2 separate regions of the Mus musculus genome follow, and region 2 is linked to region 1. Evidence: chromatin contacts called from public ChIA-PET data. All regions are on one chromosome and are shown on one strand. The core of a region is the stretch at or near the end of the contact, and the rest is flanking DNA. Distances in the headings are between cores, read along the strand shown. Region 1 holds the start of Rbm3os (RNA binding motif protein 3, opposite strand). Region 2 overlaps Otud5 (OTU domain containing 5).

Region 1 (3,937 bases), core at 384-2,883:
ATAGATGGTGATGAGGCATCTGGTTCAATGGCACAGTAAAAGCAGACACAGCTCTCTCTCTTTGTTGGGATATAAGCCAAGGGACTTGCACATACTAGGAAGGCACTCTGCCACTGAGCTGAACCCTATAGAAGGACTGAGGACCTTAAACTAAAAGCAAAAGTATACAGCTAACGTAATAAGCTGCAGAAGAGTATCTTTGGGACCTGGGCAGGGAGGATTTCTTTAAAAGTACAGACACGCTGGTTGTGGTGATGATCCCAGCACTGAAGAGGCTGAGGCAAAAGTTTTATGAGTTCCAGGGTGACCTGAGCATACAGTGAGGGACAGACCACAGGGTGAGAAATATTAGAACAACAAAAAGTATTCAACTAAAGATAACTACTTACAAATTTAATAAAAATCCATGAAAATCACTGAGAAATGTGGGAATAAGCTTACCAGGAATTACAGATGAATGGCATCCAAAGGGTAGCAAATCGATTTGTGGTGGGGTTGGTGGAGGAGTGGGAGGCAGGCCTTTACAATGTTGAACAAATTTATTCTAGGAGTCAACAATGTAGAGTTCCTGGAGGCAAACAAGTTATTAGGCACTGAAGGCTGGGAAAGATCACATCGTCAGGCAGTGGACTTAGACACTACTTGCTATGGATTTCATTATGTACTGCAAAAGTTCATCCTTTCGATCAAGACCCAGTATCCCGAATAGAGAGTAAAATTCGTTTAGTGGATTGAGATTTGCATCCTTTGAAGCTAGGCTACCTGGCTTGCTGAACGCATTATCAGGCGTAAAGAGACTGTCAGATAAGGATGCAAACTTAAGTCAGAGGATGACACCAAGGGAAGGAGTCCGCTAACACACAGCTATATGTTAGGAGGAGGGGCTAAGCATTCGGAAATGTAAGGTTTGACAGGAAGAACTCTGAAGGCCTCGGGGCCTTAAGGGATATGCAGTTAAAGGTCTAAAAAGAAAAGATTGGTTTCTGAGGACGGCAGTTCGCTGGCACCGACCTACTGTCAGTTAGGACTTCCTATGGAAAGGGAGAGATGACGTCAAAAACACTGAAAATGACGTCAGGGAGGAAAAGGCTCTATGGATCCAACCGTTTGAGATGGAAAGGGGGCCAGTCTCTCGGGCAGAAAGGAGATGCTTATAGGAGAACGCACTGAACTCATAAAGCTCCTCTCGATTCCCGGAAGCGGCGAGGCAAATTGCTGCCTCCGCCTTCCTCGTCCTCTTCCCAACCCCCCCCCCCCGCTGGCCTCAACCAATGAGCACGCACGCCAGGGCGCGCTGGGGGACGTTGTGTGACGTCTCGGCTACGCACGCTTTATCAGGCGTCTTCCCGCGCCGCAGTCTCTCTGTTCTCCCGGTTCCTTCGAGCTCGTCGTCTCTGCCGTCCTCTGACTTTTAATTTCCAGGTAAGCGCCTTCGCCTTGCTCAGCGCTCGTTCCCCACCTCACTTCCTTGCCCTCTATGGGCGAGGGACGAGGGCAGGAAGAGTTGTGGCCGCTGATATGTGGGCTTGAGCTTTGAGGAGGGTTAGTCCCAGGCTCGAAGGCAAAAATGTATTCATTGTGAGGCGGGCGTGCTGCATCGGAACGGGAGAAATGCCGGAAGGCACGGGCTCGGGCGGCGGCGGGGACCACGCGCCAACCTGTACCGGCTGTCCCTTCCCACGTGACCGCCGCCATCTTGTTCTGCGGGGAAAGAGGAAATGCAATGCTGCTGTAGGCCTGCGCGACCGTACAAAATGACGGGCGTGGCAGCCTGGGATGTTGTGGGCATGCGCGATAGGAGTCATCAAATGGCGGATGGGCTCACCCAGCCTTGCTGGTTCCCGCCTTTTCTGCTCCCGAGCCTCTTGCCATTTGAATTGTCTCTTTTAACCCATTTTCTGTCTTCGCTGTAATTCTCTGTATCCGGATATTGTACACCTCACTACCTGCCACATTGACTCCCCAATAATTCGTGCACTCCCTTTAGGACTTGCCTTCTGCCATGTCGTCTGAAGAAGGGAAACTCTTCGTAGGAGGGCTCAACTTCAACACCGATGAACAGGCACTTGAAGACCACTTCAGCAGCTTTGGGCCTATCTCTGAGGGTGAGCCATGGACCAGCCCCGGGGTTGAGGGTTGGTGGAGAAGAGCTAGTCTAGAACTAAAACCTGAAATTCTCTTTAACTTCCATGTCTGTACGGTAACGGTTAGGCTGAAATAAATTCAGTTGGATACAGGATTTTTTTTTTTTTAAACAGGAGCGGGGGGGTTGGCGGGGTCCTAATTCTCCCAAGTGCTATTTGATCTGTGGCTGTGCCTGGCTATTACTTTCTACTTAGATGTTAGGGTTCTAACATTTGTCTTTCTGCCCCTCCCCCAGTGGTTGTTGTCAAGGACCGGGAGACTCAAAGATCCCGGGGTTTTGGCTTCATCACCTTCACAAACCCAGAGCATGCCTCAGATGCGATGAGAGCTATGAATGGAGAGGTGAGGCCTCCTGCCTGCACAGGGGCCGTCTCCCTGTCTGCCACTTTCTTCGTTCTTTCTGTTTTCCCTCTATGTCTGCCAGGGGCAGCGTGGCCACTCACAGGAGCATGACTGCCTTCTGTTCTAGGGGGTGGAGGGCAGCGGCAGACAGAGCCGGGCTGCCTGGGAGGCGACGACTGGTCCTGCATGAGGCGGAGAAGCCACCTGTGGATGGTTGACCTGCTCTGGGCTTAGGTAGTAGAGTCTGCAGAGCTGTGGGCCTGGCAGAGGACCGGAGAGGACCTCGTGAGTCTGCTGGGATGGACTCTGAAGCCTCAGACCGAGAGAGGTGTCTAGCCCTAATAGTCGGGCAGCTTAGAGGAGTGGGGAGGATACGTCAGCCTGAGTTCAGTCAAGATGTAAGTAGTAGCAGGGGAGACCGGTGGATTCAGGTCTTTTTGTGGGATTCCATAGCTCCTGGTGAAGCCATTCTGGTCAGCGGAGCTTGGCTTGGACGAGGCACCCAGAATTTGGTGCCCAGCAGGAATTTCTGGGCTCTTGCCTACACCTACCTGCCTGTGCCCATTCTTCCCTCATCCCTACTGTGACTGACAATTCCTTGTGTCTGTCTCCTTCCCATACCTAGTCCCTGGATGGGCGCCAAATCCGAGTTGATCATGCAGGAAAGTCTGCCAGGGGATCCAGAGGGGGTGCCTTTGGTGGGCGTGGTCGCAGTTACTCTAGAGGTAAGTGCAGTCATGGTTTGATTATGAGATTAAGTAGCGCTATTTAATGTTAAGAGCCTATGTCTGAACAGCTACTATTTGAATATTTTTCTGTAGGTGGTGGAGACCAGGGATATGGAAGTGGAAGATATGACAGTCGTCCTGGAGGATATGGATATGGGTATGGGCGGTCTAGAGACTACAGTGGCAGGTGGGTATTGAGAGGTTGGGATAGTCAGGTACCAGTGTTTTTAAATCTAGTTTATGCTGAAAATGGGAATTTTACATAGTGCTCATATTTTATGTATCCTGTTTATTATACATTTTTTAAGAGTATTATGTGGCTTGGATATATCAAAGGTCAATTGCCCGTGCCCACCATGTACCAATCTCAAGAATACAGTCTCCATCACCTGAAAACTGACTAACATTTCTATTGTGAATCTGCTATTATGAAACATGACATGTATAGTTTTTAGTGTTTAATGTCTACAATGTAGAATACATTCTTGTAAAACAATATCGCTTTTTCCCAGAAGCCAGGGTGGCTATGACCGCTACTCAGGAGGAAATTACAGAGACAATTATGACAACTGAGATGGGGCATGCACACAAAATGTAGGTGAGACCTGAAGATTGGCATTGCGTCAACCTGTTATCATCAGACCCTCTTCTCCCTTTTGCTTTTCTTCTCGCCACACTGCCCTTTATCTCTGCTGCCTTGATGCCTAACCCAGCCACTTGGG
Region 2 (3,937 bases), core at 461-2,960, 280 kb after region 1:
TGTGGAATAGATTGGAAAATTAAGGTTTGTGTGCAACGGGGGTCCCCCTACCCTCCTGCTGCCCCAAGGCCTCCCTTGGATCTCACCAGATAGTCCATGCAATGCTTTCGAACAACCTCATGCATGTCCTGGTCTCCATACACCTGGTCAGCTGGGGGTGTGAGGACAAAACAAAGGAGAGGATGGGGTCAGAGCTGTCACCACCAGAGCTCTGAGTCACAGAGTCATACAACAATCATTAGGGAGAAGACAGACTGAAGGACTAGGGAAACTCCCTTTTCTACACCAAGGCCTGAGCCTTCATTTGTGTTGTAAAGGAGTGGTGGAAATAACAAGCAAGGGCTGAAAACATGCTGAACATGCACAGATCAGCCAGGTGGCCTGGTACATGTCTACCATCCCAGCCCTCAGGATGTGCAAGTGGAATGGCCAGAAGATTATGTCAAGGCCAGGCTAGGCTACCTGTCTAAAAAAAAAAAAAAGTAGCAAAGTCAAACACTCTTGAAGAATGAAAGCGTATAGGGTAGACAGGTGAGAGTAGTACAGTCAAGGGCCAGCAAGATGCTCAGTGGATAAAGGCACTAGAGTACAATCCTCAAGACTCATACAGTTGAAGGAGAGAACCAAATTGCTCCCTTAACTTGTCCTCTGACCTCTACATGTAGTGACCATCCCAATCTCCATACCCACTAATAAAAATGAAATAACAAAAAGTTTTTAAGTTGGGCACAGTGGTGTATGCCTTTAATCCCAGGACTCGAGGCCAGCCTGGTCTACAGAGTGAGCTCCAGGACAGCCAGCGATAAACACAGAAACCCTGTCTCAGTGGGGGAAACAAAGGAGAGCAGTATATACCTATAATCAAGGCTGAGTCAAGAGAATTGCCAAGTTCAAAGCCTAGATCACCTGAGATCTAGTAAAACTCCATTTCAAGCCAAACCAAACGCTACATTCAATACCTACCACCACCACAAAAAAGATTAGAATCTTTTTTTTTTTTGAGATAGGGTCTCAGTCTATAGCTCTGACTGCTCTGCTACTTGATACATAGACTAGGATGGCCTCAAGCTCACAGAGTTCTGCCAGCCTCTGCCTTCTTAGTGATGGGATTAAAGGCTACCACCATGATTAGAATCTTTTCTTTCCTTTCCTTTCCTCTCTCCTTCCTGGCCCCCACTCTTTCTTTCCCAGAGTAGCCCTGGCTATCCTGAAGCTCATTCTGTAGACCAGGCTGACATTGAACTCCAGAGATCTACCTACCAGTCTCTGCCTCCTAGTGCTGGGATTAAAGAGGTGCGTCAACACACATGGCTATGATTAGAATTTTAAAAACTGAAGGGAAGGAAAACACTTTAAGTTCTGCCAAATAGTAACTAGTGAGGTAAACAGCCAGAGACAAATGACTCTCTGAGTTTCCTATGCCTCCTCTGTGAAGTGGAAAACAAACAGGTGTGACCTGACAGGTTTCTTGTGGACAATGTGGACAGTCTGTGTAAAGTGGTAGAACTCCTCTACCATCCAACTCAAAGGTGTACACAGACTGATTACACAAAGCCTCCACTGAAGATAAGGGGCAGCTCACACCTAAGCCCACCGGCAGCTCAGGACCTGATATAGTAAAAGAAATTGAGTACAGTTTGCTGAGCAGTCATATATGCTGAGGCACAGGAAGCAAGAGTTTCTTAATTAATGTGGGCTTGAAGATTAAGCAAACCTGACTTTCACTGGCTGCCTTGAAAAGGGAATTTCCCTGTGTTTCCCCAGAGATACACAGTTCTAATGGGATCCCCCTAGGGCACAGGGGCAGGGAATGCTAGGAATGGGAACGTGCCCACCAAGCAAGCCTGCCAGTCTATTTCTCTGAAGACTTGCCAGGGGTCTTCACTGCCCAGTGATTCCCTCCATGAGGGTTCTGTATAATACAGGAATCAAAGGCTGCACTGAGAGAGAAAGTGGGTAGCTCCAGCCTCAAGTCATCCCAGAGGTGACGATACCTGAGGGGTGGAGAAGGGGCTGTGAAGGCAGGAAGGGGTAGCCCCTTCACCGATGTAAACAAGGATGTGGCTTCTGTGGCCACACTCCCCCCTAAGTACTTCCAGTAAATCACATGTCCTGCATACAAGCTGGGGGTGGGGTGGGGGGCTGCTGCTGCCTTTCTTAGAAGCCAGGACCACAGAGGCTGCTGTGGCTGCCTAGGGTGCTAGAGGAGCTATTTTTGTAGGCTCAGTTTGGAGGCAGTGCAGTCTGCAGCTGCCATAAACAGGAACTAAGATGGGAATGAAAGGGTTAAATGGGGTGGGCTATCAGGCTCAGTGAGCTGGGCCAAATTAATGGGAAACATGGATCTCCTACAGAAGGTAACTTAGAGGCCTGGGATTTCTATTTGTCAGAGCTAGATGCCAGATTTGGGAATCCTTTATCTTGCCTTGGGGTCTGGTGAAAGTCCATGCCACCTCTTAGCTGTGCGGCACTGGACAAGGCCTTTCATCTGAGTTGAAATGCCCTCATCCATAAGTGGGGACAGTAACTCTTCTCCACTTAAAATGGTAAAGACTAGAGAGGAGAGATAGAAATATATTTCTATGGGAGAATATGGCATGCTAGGTTCAATCTTCAGTATGGGGATGGGACTACAAGACATCTGTCAAGTACCTAAAGCCTAAACAGTAGTCAAAACCAGGCACTCCAGGCCAGGAATGCTGGCACATATTCCCTGCACTCAGAAGGCAGAGGCTTTCTGTGAGTTCAAGGCTAGCCTAGTCTACATAGAGTTCCAGTACAGGAACAGCTAGAGCTATATAGAGACCCTGTCTCAAAACAACAAAACAAACAAAACCAGACACCCCATTTGTCATGAGGACAGCAACTCCTATCATACTGCTAGCGACCCAGCAGTCAGCTAGAGTGCTGAGAGAATTGCTTCTTAAGCCCTTCCTCATTTCTGTTGCACTTCCTCCCCCAGAGAAAAGCCCCAAAAGCAAAAAGGAGGTCTACCCCTCCTATTACAAGCACTACTAGTTCTTTTTTGTTTGTTTGTTTTTGTTTTTTTCGAGACAGGGTTTCTCTGCGTAGCCCTGGCTGTCCTGGAACTCACTCTGTAGACCAGGCTGGCCTCGAACTCAGAAATCCACCTGCCTCTGCCTCCCGAGTGCTGGGATTAAAGGCGAGTGCCACCATGCCCTGCCCTACTAGTTCTTTTTGAAGAATGCAATGGTCCAAACGCCGACCTTTTGCGCCTTTGTTCAAAACTCTAACAACCAAATTCCTATCAAAGTAATAATACTGACTTTTTATGTTGGGTCCTCGGGTACAGGCAAGTTATAATACTTATAGGCTCATCCCAGATTCTATTAGAAAACACCTTGGATGGGGAAATGTCACTTGGGACCACCTATTGACTCATTATAAGCTGTTCCTTAATTTTTTACTTTTATTTTCTTAGTTTGAGACACTTGGCTGGAATAGAACTCGATCTGTAGCCCAAGCTGGCATCAACCTCACAACAATCCTCCTCCTTTCCTCTCTCAAGTGTGGGGTTACAGGTGTGCCATACCCAGCTTATAGCTTAATCATTAACACGAAGTAAAATACGGATCGCAGCCAGTTGGTGGTGGTATACACCTTTAATCCCAGCACTTGGGTGGCAAAAGTGATCTCTGTGAGTTCAGGGCCAGGGTGGTCTATAGAGTGAGTTCCAAGACATCTAGGGCTCACAGAGAAATCAATAATAATAATAATAATAATAATAATAATGATGATGATGATGATGATCTCTAGATCAAGGAAATACAAACAGTACTTCCCCACCAAGAGAGGAAAAAAAACCCTTTAATAGGTAAAGCATATTATAACTTTTAAAAATATATATATATTTATTTATCTATCTATTATATGTAAGTACACTGTAGCTGTCTTCAGACACTCCAGAAGAGGGCGT

Evidence for each region. ChIA-PET counts read pairs in DNA pulled down with a chosen protein or histone mark.
Region 2: an RNA polymerase II ChIA-PET map of memory CD8 T cells shows a contact between it and region 1, with 158 read pairs. The contact joins the enhancer-like site here to the promoter of Rbm3os in region 1. A contact is called at or near these places in 5 of 39 promoter capture datasets (the C10 cell line, cranial neural crest, liver and 2 more), 5 of 115 datasets of contacts at active chromatin or transcription factors (T-cell acute lymphoblastic leukemia, embryonic forebrain, extraembryonic endoderm stem cells and 2 more) and 5 of 9 other capture datasets (adipose tissue, embryonic stem cells, liver and 2 more).

The regions. Positions count from the first base shown.
Region 1 is chrX:8,143,123-8,147,059 of GRCm38.p6, reverse strand. Rbm3os (RNA binding motif protein 3, opposite strand) reads right to left here and starts at 1,633. Exons shown (of 3, transcript NR_033561.1): 1 at 1,329-1,633; 2 at 442-568. It overlaps Rbm3 (RNA binding motif (RNP1, RRM) protein 3), which reads left to right and starts at 1,180. Exons shown (of 7, transcript NM_001166410.2): 1 at 1,180-1,422; 2 at 1,988-2,105; 3 at 2,381-2,487; 4 at 3,113-3,212; 5 at 3,309-3,402; 6 at 3,731-3,809. The coding sequence starts at 2,003. The coding sequence ends at 3,788.
Region 2 is chrX:7,863,729-7,867,665 of GRCm38.p6, reverse strand. It overlaps Otud5 (OTU domain containing 5), which reads right to left. Exons shown (of 9, transcript NM_138604.3): 3 at 87-151. Among named protein-coding and RNA genes, the nearest start is that of Pim2, 13 kb to the left of the region's middle. Within about 2 kb of position 1,710, at least 74 of the 459 cell types and tissues checked have an H3K27ac peak or open chromatin away from gene starts, as enhancers often do. A contact at or near this core is called in memory CD8 T cells and pro-B cells, where this site is marked.